2 separate regions of the Mus musculus genome follow, and region 2 is linked to region 1. The links are chromatin contacts, called in public HiChIP or PLAC-seq maps. All regions are on one chromosome and are shown on one strand. Each heading gives the region's core, a stretch centred on a gene start, on an enhancer-like site or on the middle of the called end of the contact. The rest is flanking DNA. Distances are from core to core; before and after follow the strand shown. Region 1 holds the start of Blzf1 (basic leucine zipper nuclear factor 1). Region 2 overlaps Gm32652 (a long non-coding RNA gene).

Region 1 (4,461 bases), core at 325-2,824:
AGTACTTATATAATAATCAGCTTAGCTGGGCGAGGTGGCGCACGCCTTTGATCCCAGCACTTGGGAGGCAGAGGCAGGCGGATTTCTGAGTTCGAGGCCAGCCTGGTCTACAAAGTGAGTTCCAGGACAGCCAGGGCTATACAGAGAAATCCTGTCTCGAAAAACAAAACAAAACAAAACAAAATCAGCATACACCACACACACACACACACACACACACCAGATCAAATGCTAACTAACTTCATGCCACAAATGGTTACAATAGATGGGAGCAAGAGAAATCAAGAGCAAAACAGATGAACGGTCACTTCCACACTTCCTTCGTTAAAGTAGAAATACGAGGCTACAGAATAGGTAAAATCATTGATTATTTGGAATCCAATACTGAATACATTGCCTCTTAGATTCTGTCAAGTGCCTAGAAAGGAGAAAAGAGGGAGGAAAGAGATTGGGTCTGTGAAGTAAAGGTTTGAAAAGGTCTCTTTGGTACCAAAGGACCAGATTGGTTAACAAAAAGGACTGCTGAACGTCAGTCAATGAGAAAGCCTCATTGTGCAGATGCCTCTTGCTAAGTCACAGCTACACCCACCTGAAGGCAACATTTTGCTCTGTCCCGTCCACCACGCACAAGTGCAGAGATGACTAAAGATGAGTTAACTAGAACTCTGTGCACTAGAGCAATGGGTACATTAAAACCATCTAAAGGCTTATTAAAACGCAAAGTATCAAGCCCCATTCCTATTCAGTCATAATTTATGGTGGTGTTGGTGAATGCTAGAACTCTCCAAGTAATCCTGAAAAACATACCTGCTAAAACACAGTGATCTGGAAAGTATGAAATGAACTAGACGCTGAGCCAGCAGACAGCTATTACTAAGCGGTCCTGGTAGGAGATGCAAGGTAGAACTCCACCGCTTGGGAGAACTGACTCCAGCACTCAGGGAGATTCAGATCCAAGTTAGTGTTGAGACAGCACCACGTCGATAAGGGTCTGCAAGCTTGAAAAACGAAAAAGATAAACAATGCAAGCTTATAAACGGTTTATTCGAAATAATTCTCATCGGGTTTTCTTAGATTCCATATCACCCCCATTTACTTTCTGTTACATTGCTCTAGCTTGAGGTCTTAGTGGCGCTAAAATGGAAATTAGGGTGCTGCAAGAAAAGGGGTGCGCAGAGGCAGAAGGAACTGCTCCTAGCGAGGTAAGAGGTGATGAAAGGCGGGGTGCCCAATCGCCCAAAGACTTGGATGTTCCGTAACCAGGGTCTCGGAGCCTTTCATAGGGCCTCCCTATAACACTTACCATAGTTTGTAGATCTCAGCACAGGAAATAGATTCCTGTACACAGGAAGACTACACCACCACCAATGATCCGGTTACTCTGGCAACGCAAGCCCCGCCTTCCTCCAGCCACTGCTTCGAAGACGCCGCCTCGAAGCTGCTTCGTCTCCATTGGCTGGGAGTAATTAGGCCCCGCCCATTCACTCAAAGATCCACCCTTTGCCTCATCGCCTGGGGCAACGCGACGCCACCTTCTCCGTTCCAACGCGTTCACTTCCGTCTGGCTGGTAGTGACCCGGAAGTTTAAGCGTCCATACCGCTTGCATTATCTATTGGTACTTTTTTTTTAAGTAGATATCTTCCAGTTTTCGCTTTCCGAGCCGATACATAGTAGACCCTGTCTCTCTTCATTTTACACACAGCACGAAGTGTCAGTTGGTCCTTGTCCTTCAGAAGAGCATTCCGGAAATGAAACCCTGTGTAATAGGAAGTGATTAGAGTGAGCGAGGCGCTGCGTGTCAGGGAGGCTTGGGCGGGTTGGCTTCCGAGTGCCAGGGGAGTTTACAAGTCAGCCGGCTGCTGAGCGAGTGAAGAGCCTGAGCGGTGGACATTGAAGTAAGGATATCACAGGTAAGTCCTGGAGCCGGCCCGTGTGCCGGACGCGGTGGGAAGAGGATGGTCTGGGCTGGAGTTCGGCAGCCATTGGTTTGGGATTTAAAGGTTGTTCTGGGAAGAGGCTCCTCCTGACAGGGACAAACTTGGGCTCATACTCCTGGGGAATGAGGCTGACAGGCTTAATTTTTCCACCTCCTCTCCTTTTAAACTCGGCACCCATGCCTCCCCACACCTTCACCCGGTGTTTCTTAGACAAGGACACTTGCTCATCGGCATCGCATGGTCCCAGCGAAGTTTCTGACTTTAAAGTCTCTGTTTGCCATTGGATAGAGTTTCAGGATGCATTCCCAGGGCAAGGATTTGTGATGTTCAGGAAGTTAGACCGGGTACTGAATCGTATACATCTAGGAACAGTCAGCTTTTAGGACGTGTGGTCACCTATTCTACAGTCTAGACTCCAGAGACCACTTAAACCTATGCCTGGGTTTTCATTATTTAACAGGTATACATTACAGCCCGTCAAAAGGAAATAATGAAGAACGTGGGTACTAAAGACAGAAACAATTAAAAAATAACTTTTAAAGTAGATGCATTCTCTGAATATATTGTTATTGCTTTAATTCTTTCGTATGTATACATCTCTAGGTCTTCGGTGAAAGTCTTGGATTGTATTCTCATTAGTTATGGAAAAAATGACTACCCTTAAAAGTTCGGAAAACAAAGGTAAGTGTTTTTGTTTTGATAATAATTGATTTGGTTTTTTGTTTGATTGGTTGCTTTTTTGGTTTGGGGGGGAGGGTTGTGTTTTGGGTTTATTTTGGAGTAGGAGGGCGTTATTTGAGACAGGGTTTCTCTGGGTTGCCTTGGCTGCCCTAGAACTCATTGGCCTTGAACTCAGAGAGCTCCCCCTTGATTATCTAGTAAGGCAGGTAATACAACTGTTCGTTTTATTTTTACTACACTGTAACTATTGTTAGTGAAAACAGATGTTTGTGCTACATGGATCAATGAAAACTATACCTATATTTGATGTCACTTGTCTGCATCCTTTAACTGTCTCGGGAGAGCAATGTGATTGTCAGTATAACAACAGAACTTTCTCTCAAGCATGTGAATAGCACTGCCATCATAGGAGGGGTGGACCATTACCTATAGGGCTCATCGCAAACCTAAAATAAACAATTTAACTAAATATTAAAATTGTAGACTTGTACATTAAAAATACAGTGATGACAGTTAATTTAGCAAACAGATAGTAAGGTCTGGGGCATTTAAATAATAAGGATCAGGTGGAAATGATTCTATGAACAAATGAATTTGGAAATGCTGGGTTGGATTGGTTATACAGGCATTTCTTAGCACTGTTAGGAAACCAGTGTATACTGTGAAACACCAGAAGCTGTGCTTCATGCATAAGTGTGCACACGCATTTGATCAAGCAACTGTTTATCCAGAGCCTAGAGAACAGAGGTTCTCAATATGTGGGCCATGACCCCCACGTATCAGATATTTGCATTACATATATACAAAACAGTAGCATAATTATAGTTCTGAAGTAGCAACGAAGTGTGCTGTTGGGGTCACCACCACACGGGGTGCTGTATTAAAGGATCTCAGCGTTCGGAAGGTTGGGGACCACTGGACTGGAGGAGAGGGCTGGGGATCACCTTTATAAAGGTTAATATGATTGTCGGTAGCATACTTTTCTAATGGAATAGCTAAACTTTACTAGGTGATAATGGTGACATTGAAAACACTAAAGCTGGGCCTTGTGGCACAGGCTTGTGATTCCAGCTACTTGGGAGGCTGAGACAGGAGGATCACAAATTCATACCCTGTTTGGGCTCCAGAGTCAGTTCAAGGCTAGCATGGGCAACCTAGGCAGATGCTGTCTCAAAACTGTAAAATGAGGGCTCCAGGACAGCCAGGGCTACACAGAGAAACCCTGTCTCGAAAAAACAAACAAAAAAAAACAACAAAAAAAAAAGCTTTGGCTAGACTGCTTGCCAGGACCCAGCTTCAATCCCACTGCCTGCCCCCATGCATGCCGAAAGAATATTGTCCTAAGATTTACCAAGAGACATCCTCAGTTTACCAGTTTATTGTTTAATTTGCATATGTTCCAGAAGATCTGTCAGACTATAACATAAAGGAGCTATGAATTACTGTTTTAATGTAGAAGGAAAAGCCAAGATGTTTTAAATTTTTTTTCCCTAAAGGTTTAAATGAAGTTTAGGTATGTGTTCATAGAGTAATAAACTCATTAAATAAACATTTGCTTTTCTTCTTTATGCTGTGCACATTTCATTAGCTGGTAAAATGAGCTGGTAAAGGTATCTGTGACTAAAGGAGCTTCCAATAGTCCAGCCTGGAATTATTCTGAAATGCTCTCGCACTTCCAGTGTTCTCCCAGCTCCCAGGCATAGAAGGATGGGGACGCCCATGACGGGACTAGGGTTGTCCCACAACAGGCGGTGGAAACTTGGTATTATCTTGGCTCATGAGTTTGATGTTCTGCCTGTGCCCAGTCATGTGACGTAGAAGTACTTCTGCTCCTACGTTTAC
Region 2 (4,640 bases), core at 1,255-3,754, 560 kb before region 1:
AATGTGTGGCACTCAATAAATGCTCACAAAGATATATGTGAACAAACATCACACAAAGAATATACAGAAGCAAATGCTATACCGGGTTGTGCAGATCTGGTTTCCAGGCCAATGGTCTTAAGTCAAGATACCTACCTTCTTAGAGTCTTCATTTTTGTTATTGGAAAACTTTTCTGTCAAGGTCAACTTGGACACAGCATGATTCCAAGAGTGGCTCTTTTGTAAACAATCTTAATCAGTTTAATGATTACCATTACAGAGATGTACAATACATATCAGAGGTGGGACATTGGCTAGATTTGATCCAGGGTAGGGAACTAAGGATAAAAGGACACACAACCTGAGGCACAGGCAGTGGGAGCAGAGAGCATGATGAACTGACCTAGTATAGGGCATCCAGGCATGGGATAATGAGTAGTAATAGAAGCAGGGCCCTGGCAGGGGTGTGTTGACTCTGGACCACTGTTATTGCAGACAGTAGCTGACTCTCATGGGAAGACTAACTCTTTCATTCAGGCCTGTGTCCCTGAATGTTAGCCCCACCGAAGAAAATAATACCCTGACCCTACTATTACTTAAACTTCTCCTGAACATTGCAAACATATCCACAGAAAGAAGAAAGACAACTTGAACACAAAGGGGAGAACAAAACAAAACAAAACACCCCCAAAGGCTCAACCAATTAGCAAACTCCAGATGTCCAAGTACCAGAGCAGAAAGAACAACATGAAAAGCCAGGACACAACTCCTCTGAAGTTACCAATCCCTCAGCAATGCCCCTAGAATGACTTAGAAAACATCTAGACAAAACACTCAAAAGAATAATTGTAAACATGCCCCAACAACTCAAAGAAGACATAAATATACTCCAAGAGAAAAAATCACTAGAGATTAATGATTGCTGTTATAAAATGTGATAATTATTAATAAGGGTGAGCATCAAGATAAGCTACTCATTTATCCATTTAGAACAGGTGGTAGTCAACAAGTGGTTGATAACATGTTTCCTTCACTCTACTTTCAAATAGATATCTGACTTTTAAATGAAACTATACTCTGTTTCTGAATTTGTGATAACAAATTAGTATAAGATGTTAATATAAGCTTGGTACATGGGAAGGAGAAAAATATTAGAAATGCATACAGAGAAGTCATGTGAACATAGGAAAAATGCCAGACAAAGGGAAGAAATAATGGATTGTTTTGTAGCCTTTTGTGAATGAATTTGTAAAGGAATCTTTGAAGAATCTAGAGATACTTCACACTTTGTTTCCTCTCTTGGTTATAGATGCTGCTATAATGTCCTGGCTGCTCTATTTTGAAAATATCTTCTTCTATGCCTGGAGCCGTTTCCAGCACAGTGTGACTCGGTGAACACTGGAGTACCTCTGACTTGATGGTACCTGTGAGTCACTCATCTAAACTCGACAATCTTTAATGATTAGATTTTAGAGATCATAGACGGTGAGAAAATAGTCTAAGTTAGATGATAGACACTTAATACTTGATCAGTGTTTAGTCATCACCAGCAACTGGACTCTGGAACAATCCTCTTTATTAGTTGTTGTTTCTTTATTTTAAGAGACAGTTTGCTCTTATGAATGAGGGGGAGTTAGTTTCTGACACTGAGGTCCTCTAGAGTTACTGTGTATGCTGTTCACCATTACCTTTACTACTGTTTTCATTTGGTTGTGTACATGTAGAATTAAGGTATTATTGTCACACTGTAGGCCCTCAACACCTTATGCTAACAGTATTTCCTCCTCCTCGTCCTCCTCCTCCTCCTCCTCCTTCTTCTCCTTTTTCTCCTCCTCCTCCTCCTTTTTATTTTTTATTTTTTGGTTTTTCAAGACAGGGTTTCTCTGTATAGCTATGGCTGCCCTGGAACTCACTCTGTAGACCAGGCTGGCCTCAAACTCAGAAATCTGCCTGCCTCTGCCTCCCAAGTGTTATGTGGGATTAAAGGCACACGCCACCACTACCTGGCTCAGTATTTTTTATGCATTAGGTTTTATTTTCATATTCTTTCATTGGTTCCTTTAAAATTGGTAACTTGTGACCATCTTAAAAATGAAGAAAATGAAATAAATCTCAGCTCTATGAAGAAACTCCCACAGTTTTACATCTCTGAAATTTGACAGCAAAGATGTAAAAGAGATTGATGCAGCCTGGGATCAAGGAATGGCAGCTTGTTGACGGTCTGGATGTTCCTGTGCTTTCCTGTTGTCAACTAACACAACATATAGGCCTCTGACAGAGAGACAGAGCTTGGCTAATTTCCTGTAATTGACAGCAATGTAGCCATACCTAGATACGTTAGTGTTCGATGACCACCATGCCGGACAGAAACAGTCCACAGTATTAAAGATGTGTATCAGTTTGTACTTTTAGAGTTCACTCCAACCTGAAGAATTCATGACTACCCAGTTCAGGGCAGCTGGAGTGTGTGGTGGAGGCTGTTTACATCTTGGCTGACCAAGAAGCCAGGTGTGAAAGAGGAAGTAGGTCTAGGAACAACCCTTTCCAAGTCCCAGTTCTGCTTTCCTACTTCCGCCAGCCTGGACCCCCACCTGCTAAAGCGACACAGCGTCTCAGAACAGCGCCACCTGCTGGGAAACATGATCTGATAGTCCAACGGTCCTCCAAGAATTTTCTTAATTTAACTGGAGCCTGCTGCTCAGTGGTACAATTAACTTCCAAACGTGAACCTATGAGGATATCTTTGGATTTGAACACAGACGTAGAAAAGCTAAAGTGCAACTGCTTTTCGTTTGTAAGATGCCTCCAATGTGGCATCTCTGGCAATGAATCCGTCATCTAGGACTCTTGGTGTCCACGGTGAGGGAGAGATGAAGATACTTTTGTAAGAAACAGCCTGAGTAGTTCCTGTGGGAGAGAATATGGAAGGTAAAGATGCTGAAGTGCTTCATCCCAGTGAGCACACATTCCCCCTTTCTTTCCTCACTAGCATCTAGAGATGCATAGAATCCACCTTTCTCAGCGGAGTCTGCCTCTAGGATTTGTCTTCTACCTTGCCCATTGACTAATTGTTTTCAGGTAGTGGCCAGTACATGCGGGAGAAGAAAGGTTTCCATCCAGCCCCACACTGGAACAACTCTGAAGGACTATGTAGCTTTAGAGCTCCTCTAGGTAAAACTAAGTAAATATTCTACCTGGATTCAGGACACTAGCCATCAGTAGTGGCAATGTTCTACGCATGGCCTTTGAGGACAGTTCCGTGTTTGTTCACTTCTTCCTTCCTATTTTGCACTCAGATAAGGTTGGTTTAGGTAGACCAAATCCTGTCTTAGAAAAAGAATGTTATTTTAATAGCTCATCTGATGTCTCCTTATATGGCGACCTGCTGGTTTTCAATTCTATTAAGTATATATACAGTGAGAAATTCATCAGGAGAAGCAATTGAGTTGCTTTTGGAAGAATGAACACAGGAGATCAAAGAAAAAGAGCTCTGTCAACGAGAAGCTAATTGTATTACTCGGCGGCAGCCTCCAGTTGAATTAAAAGAATCCTCGGAGAACATTGGGGACATCAGATCTGGTTCCAAAAAAAGTGTTAACTTTCCAAGTAATGTGAATGCTTGGGTGAGCCTTTTCCTGCTTCTCAAATTTAGGCAGAGTTTGTGCTTGAATAGGGTCTGGGTTTGAAAGTATATCTCTGGTGTATTTCCATAGGTACCTAAGTATAAGTCTGTAAATGTTAAATTTAAAGGTTAGAAGTCAGATCGTCCTGGGTAAAGTGGGAAAAAAATCACTTGCAAAATCTATATCTTTAGAGATGAATCTTTTGCACATAGAAAACTATTAATTTTTTATTCAAACTGTACAGTCATGTTCTCTTTACCAGAGTCTATGAATGATAAACTGCAGTCTAAGAGAGCTTCAGTGTTTTGTCCAAGGTCACTATATATAGGAAGTAACCAGTCAGGGCTTAAAGCTACTCTAACTCTAGGTCCCTCTGACCTGGTTGTACTTTTGACTCTGAGCAATCCTCATGATCAGGAAAAAAAGCCCAGCCTTTCGACCTCATCCAGTGTAGACCTTCTCCAAGTCAGAAGCAGCTCTTTGCTGAATTATGATGCTAATGCTGCTGCAGAGAAAGGGAACAAGCATTTACGTTATTAGCAAGAGTCATTTTTCTTGATTAAAACTTTACAGTGTTCAATGTTGCCTCACATATATTCAAGAAGGCTTTCAAGGATTTATTGACAACCAAGTACAGAAGAATTATAAGAGGATAGAGAGGCCTTTGGAATTGGGTCTTATCCTCAAATCATTACCCTTGATCATTTTTATCCATCCCACCTGTGATGGTTTGTATATCCTTGGACCAGGGAGTGGCACCATCTGGAGGTGTGGCCTTGTTGGAATAGGTGTGACCTGGTTGGAATGGGTGTGTCACTGTGGGTGTGGGCATAAGATCCTCACCCTAGTTGCCTGGAAGTCAGTCTTCCACTAGCAGCCTTTGGATGAAGACATAGAACTCTCAGCTCCTCCTGGGTCATGCCTGCCTGGATACTGCCATGCTCCCACCTTGATGATAATGGACTGAACCTCTGAACCTGTAAGCCAGCCCCAGTTAAATGTTGTTTTTTATAAGACTTGCCTTGGTCATGGTGTCTG

Evidence for each region. HiChIP or PLAC-seq counts read pairs in DNA pulled down with a chosen protein or histone mark.
Region 2: an H3K4me3 HiChIP or PLAC-seq map of pro-B cells shows a contact between it and region 1, with 7 times the contacts expected there. The contact joins the enhancer-like site here to the promoter of Blzf1 in region 1. A contact is called at or near these places in 10 of 39 promoter capture datasets (the 3T3-L1 cell line, 3T3-L1-derived adipocytes, cranial neural crest and 6 more), 9 of 115 datasets of contacts at active chromatin or transcription factors (acute myeloid leukemia, embryonic basal ganglia, embryonic forebrain and 4 more) and 2 of 9 other capture datasets (liver and macrophages).

What each region holds. Positions count from the first base shown.
Region 1 is chr1:164,304,597-164,309,057 of GRCm38.p6, reverse strand. Blzf1 (basic leucine zipper nuclear factor 1) reads left to right here and starts at 1,574. Exons shown (of 7, transcript NM_001160209.1): 1 at 1,574-1,911; 2 at 2,542-2,619. The coding sequence starts at 2,580. Nme7 (NME/NM23 family member 7) reads right to left here and starts at 1,386. Exons shown (of 14, transcript NM_138314.4): 1 at 1,304-1,386; 2 at 808-998.
Region 2 is chr1:164,868,800-164,873,439 of GRCm38.p6, reverse strand. It overlaps Gm32652 (a long non-coding RNA gene), which reads left to right. Exons shown (of 5, transcript XR_865700.2): 3 at 1,289-1,405. It overlaps Gm20743 (predicted gene, 20743), which reads right to left. Exons shown (of 5, transcript NR_040303.1): 4 at 3,174-3,302; 5 at 2,002-2,886. Among named protein-coding and RNA genes, the nearest start is that of Gm20743, 8.0 kb to the right of the region's middle. Within about 2 kb of position 2,504, at least 33 of the 459 cell types and tissues checked have an H3K27ac peak or open chromatin away from gene starts, as enhancers often do. A contact at or near this core is called in pro-B cells, where this site is marked.